Regions from separate parts of the Sus scrofa genome. Here region 2 is linked to region 1. The links are chromatin contacts, called in public HiChIP or PLAC-seq maps. All regions are on one chromosome and are shown on one strand. The core of a region is the stretch at or near the end of the contact, and the rest is flanking DNA. Distances in the headings are between cores, read along the strand shown. Region 1 overlaps SRBD1 (S1 RNA-binding domain-containing protein 1). Region 2 has its middle 200 kb from the start of SIX2.

Region 1 (5,055 bases), core at 1,338-3,837:
AGATCCAAGGGTGTGTTTAGATGCAGGAAGTTGCTCCAAAGACACTCCAAATGATGCAAAAAGTGCCTCCACTACCACCCTTAAGGCTGCATACCATTTAAAACTATTCTGAGATCAGAGTCTGTAAGGGCCTAATTACCCTTTCTGTGAGGGTTATAGTTTTCTAAAAGTTGATCTTCAGTGTGTAAGTTTTCAAAAAGCCATTCTCATGAAAAATTACTTGCTGTAACTTTCCGTAGCTGCTTATATGTTCGGAAAAGCTATTTCATTATTACCTTTTTTAGATAGCTACTAGCCTTCTCCAGGACAGTAGGTGTTCTGTGGGCCTGTCTGTAAATGCGCTCTTACTTGACTTCACCAGTATTTGTGGACTTTGCACCAACAAAAACTTCTTTTTTTTTTTTTTTTAAACAAAAACTTTTTAAGGATTCTGGCCCAGTTCACTTTCTGAGTTTTTTAATAAAGAGGTTAGAAGTTCGAAAGATTCTCTGACGACGATTAAAATGCAAGTCACACTGCCACCTCTTTGATTTGAGTGCTGAAGCAGCAGATGTGGCAAAACCACAGTCCTTTAAGTAAAACTGCAGTGCACTGCTGCAGGCTCACCTGGGTGAATTCAGCTCCGACTCGATAGTGTAAAGGGTTAGCAGGTTTTCCTCCTTTGCACTTTGGAATTTATGTTTAGTCCTTCATATTAAGAGTGGTAAATGTTAAAAATATAGAGAGAGCCTGTGGCTTTTTGTATAACAAATTGTTACCGGACTTTCATTTATGTTCTGCTGCTTGCTCTATAATCACAGTTAAGGTTGCAGTATAAGCTCTTTTTAAAATCATTGAATGTCTGCCTGTATTACAAATGATGACCTGCTTTATCTGTAACTACTTTTTCTAAAATGGCTGTGCTCTTGCATTTATTGGTTTATTGATGTGATTACTTTAAAGCTGAGTTAAACTAATGGATAAAAATAAACAAGTATGAAAGTCTCTTTTAAAAGCGTCCAGAGTGGATAGACAACTAGAAGTACTTTGCCCTTACAGCACGGTTCTTTGTGGAGTCTTAAATCCTGTGTGTTTGGCTCAGAAAGCACATGCTAAGATTAAGTTGTTTTTAAAGTGATGGAGTTGCATCACCATGGTTCTTCTGTGCTCTGTAGGGTATCATGTTGCTTTAATGTAATGAGTCCTGGGCTTCTAAATTTTTTTCCCCATGCTGGAAATGATTACATAAAACTGAATGGCTGTATCCGAAGTCTTATGAATCTTGAGAATTTCTTATTCTCCAGGAAAAATGTTACGAAGACGTTTCTTATCCTTTGGGGGGAGGACGACTTATATTTGTAACAAGTTTCTGTTGAAAATATCAGCAATTTTAGGTTATATAGCATTCTGTTTGAAAAACAAGCAGTCTCTGCTCCAAGGTCTGCATTTTAACTTTGTGCAGATGTGTGCTAAAAGAACATGATGTGCTTATTTGTTGCATTTATGCTACTTTCTTACTTTAAGTAAGATGGATGAAATTACATATTAAATAAAAACAGCAGCTCAGACAGCAGTCCTCAGCAAACTGAAAAAGCTGTTCAGAGACAGTGGAGAAAATGAGACTATGATTGTAATAACACATTGACTTTTGAGAGAACTGTCTACCTAAATGCATTTATATAATAATTTCTCTGTGGGATTTAGCAGTGTTAACTGTCTAATGTTTAAAATTAATCTGCCATTAAATGTGCTGGTGAAACATTACCCAAAGTATTGTGTTTTATATCTTAACAAAATATAGCACTTTAATTTTGATGTAACTGCAATTATAAACAGGCACACACTGAGATGTATAACATAAAACTCCAGTTAGAAAAAAAGAGCTGTGTGGCTTTGGGCAAGTTATTTAGCCTCCCTGAACCTCAATATTTCCCTCTCTGTATGCTGTGATACCTACCCTTTAAGATGATTGCCAGGATTAAATGAGAACATCTATCAAGCATTGGCACAGTGCCTGGCACATGTGCTTCAGAACATGTTCACTAACCTTCTCGTTCGAAGCTTCATAAAGTACAGTGTGTTTTATGTGGTACTTTTGAGCCAGAAAGTACTTTGTACTGAGTATTACTCATTACACTCAATTCTAAAATGAAACCGTGCATTGGATATTGTCACAATTCTAGAGTGAAAATTTAGAATAATGTAGAATAAATTATTCTAAGGGTATTTAAAGTACACATGTTTGTTGAGTGGCTACTGAGCCTAAAACACCATTCCCCGTCACTTACAGTTGCATATATTTGAAACCCAGTAACAGAGGGGTCAATCAGAATGCTATTCCAAGTTCATTTTGTAGTCCCTCTCCCCTTTTGTTTCCTGTTTTCCTTTTCCTGCAACCATTATAACTTTAGGAAAGTTTTCAAAATAAAAGAGCATCTGACTTTGTCCCATAGTCATTTAAAAATAGGGTTGATCAATATTGAAGCATTAGCTAGGAGCACAATTTGGTGCTTTCTTATTGATTTCGGTTACCAGTGCCCTCAGGCTTGTGTGTGTGAGGGTGAAAATGATATATGAAATATGCACCCAGGTTAAACAGGCCAATATTCTTCTGACATCTGCAACCACTATAAACAGAATTCTTTATATGGAAGTGACTTAAGTAGCAGTTAGTCACACACACACACACACACACACACACATACACACACACAATCTTAAGACTCTAAGTGGCCTCCTGAGCCAGTGTTTTTGTTATTGTGGCCAAGACTTGTACAGTCTTTGGAAAGTTTCTGCCTTTTATTTACTTTTATTATTAATTATGAAATGATATTCAAAGTTATATATTTTCAGCTCATGAATATACTTTTTTGGCATTTTAACAGTTGATTCTAAGCCAGAATCTTGGGGATTTGAAAGATGTTCTGCTTAATAGCCAGTTGCAGACTGGTCAAGCCAAGAAGGTAGATATCAGGGAAGTCTGCTCAGCAGGGCACATATTATTGAGAAAGTTGTGCAGGCAAGTTGGCTGTGGGCAGAGGTTGTCATGTGTCATCTGTGCTGTCAGTCCAAGCTTTAGCAGCTGTTCCCTGTCACCAGGCCCCTATGTGCTACTGCCCATCCATCAGCACTAGTAGATACCGCTGCTTCCCTAGTGGGCTGGAGAAGCCATGGACACTCAGACATACAGTGTGCATCTCACTGGCCATTAGCTGGAGTGGAAGCTCATTTCTGAAAAGAAGGGCCCAAGCACCAACTCCTTGGTCTTTCATTAGACTATTAACCAAAACATATTCTGAAGAACATAAGTTGAATTTAGGTGAATCGGTTTTTTGACTAAAAATATGACTCTGGAAACATAGGAGGTTACACATGTGAACCCAAAGAGGTTGCCATGGTTAAATGAGAGATGAGAGAGCTTTCTCCACCAGATAACAGATTATCACTACTGGATTATCACTGGCGTGGCCTTTTCTAGTTGAACACCACAATGCAGAAAAGCCTGGAAATCACAAGCATTCCTTTCATGATCATGTAGCAACCTGCCAAATGGGATGCCTCCCAATTCTGATCATGGACAAGCCTCCACCAGTTTTCTTTTCCCTGCTTGTATTCCAGAAACATCCTTAGAGGGAAGGATTTGAGGGCATTAGTATCACTATCTGTCTGATTACTGTGTTGACATTTTTAAAGAGCCATTAATCATAGGAAATGGAACTCAGTGATGTAGGAAAATACCCAGCCAAAGAATAGGAAGACAGTAAGCTACAGCCCAATATTCAGATGAAATTGAAGGGAAATTCATCTTAACCCTCTATTGTTTTTTGCTTAATTAACTTATTACAGAACTCCAAAGTCAAGTAATTGAGAGGCAGCTGTACAAGCAAGGGAAATGGTAAACATAGCAAAGGGAAATTGAGAAAGGCAGATATTTTCATTTTATAAATATTGCAACTGTATAATATGTAAAGTAATATTCATCTTAAGATTATGTAATTGATGTCTTGCTTAACAGTGCTTTCATTTTGAAAGTTACTTTTTTTTTGATAGTCCTCATTTTTTCTGTTGACTCTGAATATTTAATGTATTGATGTTATTTAGTCCATGTGAGGTTTGACTCTTGATGGAATTTGACAATTATTAGGTTGATAGTATGCTTACACAGGTAACACTGTCACCATGGGTACACAGAAGTAAAGAGCACATGAATAGAGTAATTTATTTGTCAACAGCTGGCAATGCTTATAGGATATTTTGCCACATTTTGATATCATCTCTTCGTTGTTTGCCTCATAGCTTATTTAATTCAAAGAAGTTTTCCTAACTGAAATTTTGAGAAACATAAAGCAAATATAGATGTTCTTATTTAGAAAATACGTATGACGCTAAATGCTAATGAACCCTGCACTGTGAAACGTTTCTGATGCTAATTCTGAGCTGGTGCTTCATTGGAAAGTAGCACAAAAACCTGAAATCATCCTCTCCCTTTCTTTCCCCAAGGCAGATCATCGATATAGCCTGGGACACATGGTAGATTTTCAGTAAAGACCAGCTGATTGATTGATATATAGATCTGAGATGAATGCATTTTAGCGTGACCTTTATAAGGAAAATGGAAAATAATAACTGGTGAGTGTTTTTCTCCCCCCCTCTGCAGGTTTTTGTCATTTATTGGAGGAACACTGAATGAGATTGGAAAGCCTGAAATGCAACAAAAAATAAATTCATTCCTTGAAAAAGAAGGAATAGAGAAAATTGCAGAAAGATTGCAAACAACAGTACACACCTTACAGGTCATTATAGATGGTCTCAGCCAGCCTGAGACCTTTGACTTTCGAACAGGTAAACAATTGAACTTGAATGACAGCACCTTTCACTTGCATAGCTCACGTCATTAACTGTGTTGTCCCTTTCAACAATCCTAACCCTTAGGATTCTCCATTCTCCCATCTGTACATGAGAAAACTAAAGCATAGGGACCTTCTTTCAAAGTCATTGCAGTTAGAATCCAGAGCCAAAGCTAAAGCCAAGTCTCCAGACTGCTTGTCCCATGCTTGTTTCCTATCACACTAGACT
Region 2 (5,236 bases), core at 1,613-4,112, 130 kb after region 1:
GAAAAGACTCTAAAACCCTAGTCTTGTCCCAAGGGGAGAACTCTGAGGAATAAGGAGTTAAAAGACCCTTTGAAGTAGTTGGATGGGAAGTTCCTTGCAGACTTGGGGCGCCCTAATTGGATGGGCATCTCCCAGGAGCCTGCTGGCCCAGCTCCACCTTGGGGAACAGCGTGTCTGTACCAAGACGTGACCCGACCCCAGCTCCTGTCCCCTCCCTCTCTCCTCTGAACCGGCCTCTCCTTTCCAGCCCTCTAAACAATGGCGCCCTTTGTTTTAAGAAGGAGGGTGAAATAGAAATCACACTTCCAAAGTAACATTTACAAAAAGAGACAGAGTGAAAAATTAGGACTGGTTAAATCAGAAGTGGTGTGTCCTGCTTGGCCTCCCATAGGTCTTTCTCCCCAGGTGAAGTCTGTGCTGAGTAATGTCTGACCCATGTCTGACCATCTGAGCCTTATGTTTTAGGCACTTCAGGGGGTGGAAAACAGCTGCTGTGAAAGGGTTAAAAATTCAAGAGCCCCAAGCGACGGCATGTCCAGTTTCAGTCAGAAAGACAAGTGTTTGGTTAGTAACTGGATATGGCTGGAGCTGGGTTTTGGCCTCCCATCCTTCTGCAGGTTGAGAGTAGGGGATGGCCCAGTTCTTGCAGTTATTTGAAGGTGGAATCAAGGCAGGAGGCTCTAGAAGGCAGGACCTGGGAGGTGCTACCCACCCCTCTTGTACACAGAACGCAACAAAGCCCAGGGAGGGCTGGGGACTTGACCCAGGTCATCCTTGTTGGTGGCACAGCAAAGGCAGGTGTGGGAAGGTCTTGCTTCCAGTCCCAGTGTCCTTTCTGGAAAGCCCTGGATTATTTCAGCACATGGGGCTCAGGCAGACACAGATTCAGGGCTAGCTCGGCCTCTGCTTGACTGGGTTACCTCCTATGCATCTTTTCCCCTCTCCATCCAGACTCCTCACCTGTGAATGGGGTTCAGAATAGCTCTGGCTGGTTTTTTGTGTTAAATGAGATGATCAGTATAAAGACCAGAGACCAACATGCTCAAAAAAATGTTTGTTCCTGAGCTACCAAGAATTCTCCCAGCTTGGGACTGTTCGCCCAGACAGAACAGCCTCTTCCAAATTAGTAGGGATGCAGATAAAGCCACTGAAAACCAAATATCCTCCTTGATGTTCGGCACACTCCCAGCCCCTTAGTGGAGGAAGCCCATGTCAACGGAAAAGGCAAATGGGACGGAGAGAATAAAAAGAGGCTTTTCTGAGCAAAGGGGGGCTCACCCTGAGAAGCAGTGCCGAGTTAACGATGCCTGGAGCAGGCCTGTGAAGTTAGGGAGGCCTGGAGATTAGAAGGCCAGGAGGAAATAATGCTTTTCTTGTCTCAGCTGCGGGGGCAGAAGGAGAGCAACAGCTGGCGGGCATATGCAGCCTGTTAGGGGCACGCTCCCATCAGACAGAAGGAAATCCTGCCCGGCGCTGGCAGGGCCGCAACAGCCACCGGGGAGCAGGCGGTCTGGAGGTCTGGGGGAATCAGAGCCATTGCTGCCAAGGCTCCAGGCTCTGTGTCCCTCCTCTGCTGTCTGAGCAGGGGCCTCCCTCCCCAGCCACTGGCCCCTGAGGCCCTTTCCCTTCTCAGAAGGTGTTGGATCCAGTGATGCTATCAACAGACAGTCCGAAGAAGCATGGGGTTTATTTTGTACCCACTTCAAAACGCCTGTGAATCCCCCCTCCTCCTCCTGAGCCTGGATAGGTGACTTTGGCCCACTCTGTAGCCTGGAATCCTCCTCCTCAGCCAGGTTAGACAGCGAGCGGCCTTCTTCCCCCTCTCCAACTTTTCCTTGGTTTTCCTATATTGGCCAAGGGATCAAACTCCTGAGAAAGAGGCCAGGGCCTCCTGCTATCCCCTCTTGGACCCTCAGCTTCTGAGCCGCTGGACCATGTGACAAGATGCCCAGCATTAGCGTCTGCTAATTAATTGGAAAACCCGGCTCCCTGTTGGCCTGTAGCTTTTACAAACCTGAATTAAACGAAGTGTTTATGTGACAGATATGTGGGAGGGATTTCAGATATAATCACCATCAATCTGCCTGCAGCCAAAATAAATTCTGTGAAAAGTAAAACAAACTATTGCACAGACAAAGTAGGCCTTAGGGGTCTCCAGCCATAATCTGTGTTTTCTTATTTAGCCGCGTCTAATATTTCTGCTCTTTTCGGCGTAGATAGGATCTCTGCACACAGGGCACTCTTGCTGCAGCTGCCAGGGGTGGACACACGCTCTCTCCCACTGAGTGGAGGGAGAGGAGAGGGATGTTGCATATTTACATTTAAATTCTTAGTTCAAATAAACCAGCTCTTGGTTGGGCACAGGATGGGGTAGGGAATGGGAAATGGGAGGAAGGGCTGGCTGCAGGCTCTGCTCTTCCAACCTGCATGGGTTAGAGCTGCGGTGGAAAAGTCAGAGACAGCTGATCCGGAGAGGGGCTGGGTGGAGAGCCCCTCGGTGTGCCTGTGAGGTATGCGGGCCGTCTGAGTGCGCTCCCTCCTTCAGATATTTCAGCACTCTTGTGAGGAAAGAGAGTGAGGAAATTGAAGCTCTGACACAGTAACCACTTGCCCAGCTCTAAAAATGGTGACATTGGCATTGACCCTGATGCCAAGTCCCCTGTGTTCTCTCTGCACAATGCCTTGGCAAATAAAGAGCCGTTCCTCTTGAGAAGAAGCCTTTCACACCTGGGCCAGCCCTGCCTGGCCGCCCTGCCCTGCATCCCTCCCTCGTTCACAACCGGGGCTGCTCCTCACTCCCTCCCTGGCTCTCCTCCTTTGGCACTGCTTCAGCCCAGTTCCCAGGCCTGGCATGCGGTAAGAAACACTGAGGTCTCCAGACTAGCAGCTGCCTGTCCTGCCTGAGCACAGCAAGCACGAGCCTCCTTCCTGAGCTCCAGCTCCTCGCTCTGCTGGGTTTTGCCCAGGTGGCCAGCCTAGGACCCAGCAGTGTCCCAACGGAAAGGCTCCAGCTGGCTCCATGCGGATGTCTGGGTGCTTAATGCCAGCTCTCCAGCTCGCCTGTACCCAGGCTTGGTATGCTTGCTGAGATTCCACAGCTGGGACACTCCCTCCCCACTAAGCCGCTGCCCCACTGCTCAGTGCTGGCCTGCGCATCCATTGAACTCAATGCCTGCCCGTTGCTTTGAACCCCTGTCCTGGCTCCTGTGCTGCCTCATTGGTGGATCTGGTGCCACATCCTTTCCTTTCCTCAATATCTAGAATTGCTCTCTATAGCCCTCTCAGTGCTATTCCTTACTGATTCTGAGATGTGAGCAAATGCTTTTCCTGGTTTTTTTTGTTTTTTTCCCATCTGCCCTTCTATCTCTCTTTGTAAGAACCCCATCTAGAGTCAAAAAGCCCGTGCCCAGTGGAAGATTCTAGATCAGTGTTTCAGGCTACAGCTGTTCCCTCTGTCTCCAACAAAAGTAATGGGACAAATCTGTCCTGCTCCCCTACCACCCTACAGTACCAAAAAAGTCAATTATGTTATGTTTATCTACACTTGGAAGGACCAGCAAAAATCCTCTCTATGAAATAAAAGTGTATTTGTAACTGCAGACCCATTCATTCAGTAATATTTATTGAGTCTACTTTGTGCCAGACACTGTTCTGTGCCCTTGGGGTATATATCAGTAAATTAAAAATCCTTGCCCCCCTGGAGTTTATATTCTAGTAGGTAAAAGTAGATGATAAATAATAATCATAAACAAGAAGAAATGTGTACAATGTGAGAGAAGACCAAAAATGCCAATGACTAAAACAGAGCAAGATAAGAGAGATTGGAAATACTGGAGCAGGGGTGAGTTACATATTCAAATAGGGTGTTTGCAGAGAGCCTTATAGGGAAGGTGATATTTAAGCATAGACTTGAGGGAGGGGAGGACGTTCGCCATGAGTGTATCTGGGGAAGGGTGTTCTAGACCGAGGGAACAGCCCTTGCAAAGGCCCTGTGGCAGGACTATATGTCTGGCATGTATAAAGACCGGTAGGAAGGCCAGAGTGGCTAGAGTGAAATGACCAGTGGTGGAACTAGAAGGAAATGAGGCCAGAAAGATAACAGGGACCATCATGTAGGACCTTGCAGGTACTGAGACCACTTTGACTTGTTTTGTCCCTACTGAAATGAGTTCATAAAGGCCTGTCTCTCATTAGTCAAATGAGAATTCAAGAAATTCAACAAATATTTCTTGACTGTATATGCCAGGTCCTGAGGCATGTATTGATGAGTAGGTTAGTCTCTGCCTTCAAAAGGTTCAAGTTTGATTCCCAGTGGTTGCAGCAGCATGGTACAGAGGAAAGAGACCTGGACTAGGGGTTGGAAGACCTGGATTCTGGTCCTGCCTTTCCATTTAGCCTCGGCCATTTGCCACACCTCAGCTTCCTGTCGCTGGTGATAATGACCTATGCCCTGATCACCTATAGCAATCAAATAAATAAAGGAATATAAAGACTCTTTGAAAACTGAAGAGCCCTGCATCAACAGAGGAGGGAATTAGGGGATCACGTTTCCATAGTCATTGCCCTATATCCCTTTCCTTTGGCCCTGTGGACTCAGTCTGTGTTGTAATCTTTGCAGTACCCACTGATCTCTCCCTGACCTCATTGGCACTCACTTCACCTGGTGGGAACCACCACTGCCGTTCATTCAAGTTGATGCAAATCTCCAGCATGAAAAATACATCCAGGGGTGTCGGCTTTGCAAAGGAAATTTACCCATTCCTTCTCTATTTCATGCTTCCCTGATCAGATAAAGCTGCATTTGGTGCTAACTTTTAAAGTCAAATATGCACACTCCAACCAACAATAACAAAAACAGGCCCATAGGTTGCCGAACACGGTAAGCTTTTTAAAATGCATTCGGACAGTGTGAGGATATTAATAGGGAGACACATATCTCATTTCAGGCTACAAAGCAGATCCCCCAGTGGGACATGGAAATGCTGGGAGGTTCAAGGTTAGCTTCAGCTAAGAGAGGAACTTGGCTGGGATACAGACATGCCTGAGGCTGTGTCCCAGACGCTGAGCTTCCAGCTCTAATGGCACAGTCTGTCAACTCAGCTCTGTTTTGAGTGAAACTGGACACTCAGTGATGGCCAAAAACAGCAGCTGAGTAAAATAATGAAGCTACATGTAGACAGTGATGGAAGCAGAGAAAGATGAGTTTGGACGGGCCCTTTGGAAATCATCTTGAACA

Evidence for each region. HiChIP or PLAC-seq counts read pairs in DNA pulled down with a chosen protein or histone mark.
Region 2: a contact with region 1 is called in an H3K27ac HiChIP or PLAC-seq map of skeletal muscle. The contact joins two enhancer-like sites. A contact is called at or near these places in 1 of 47 Hi-C or Micro-C datasets (embryonic fibroblasts) and 1 of 2 datasets of contacts at active chromatin or transcription factors (skeletal muscle).

The regions. Positions count from the first base shown.
Region 1 is chr3:95,124,789-95,129,843 of Sscrofa11.1, forward strand. It overlaps SRBD1 (S1 RNA-binding domain-containing protein 1), which reads left to right. Exons shown (of 20, transcript XM_021087564.1): 19 at 4,637-4,821. Among named protein-coding and RNA genes, the nearest start is that of SRBD1, 220 kb to the left of the region's middle. Within about 2 kb of position 2,588, at least 4 of the 83 cell types and tissues checked have an H3K27ac peak or open chromatin away from gene starts, as enhancers often do. A contact at or near this core is called in skeletal muscle, where this site is marked.
Region 2 is chr3:95,254,394-95,259,629 of Sscrofa11.1, forward strand. No RefSeq gene overlaps it. Among named protein-coding and RNA genes, the nearest start is that of SIX2, 200 kb to the right of the region's middle. Within about 2 kb of position 2,863, at least 7 of the 83 cell types and tissues checked have an H3K27ac peak or open chromatin away from gene starts, as enhancers often do. A contact at or near this core is called in skeletal muscle, where this site is marked.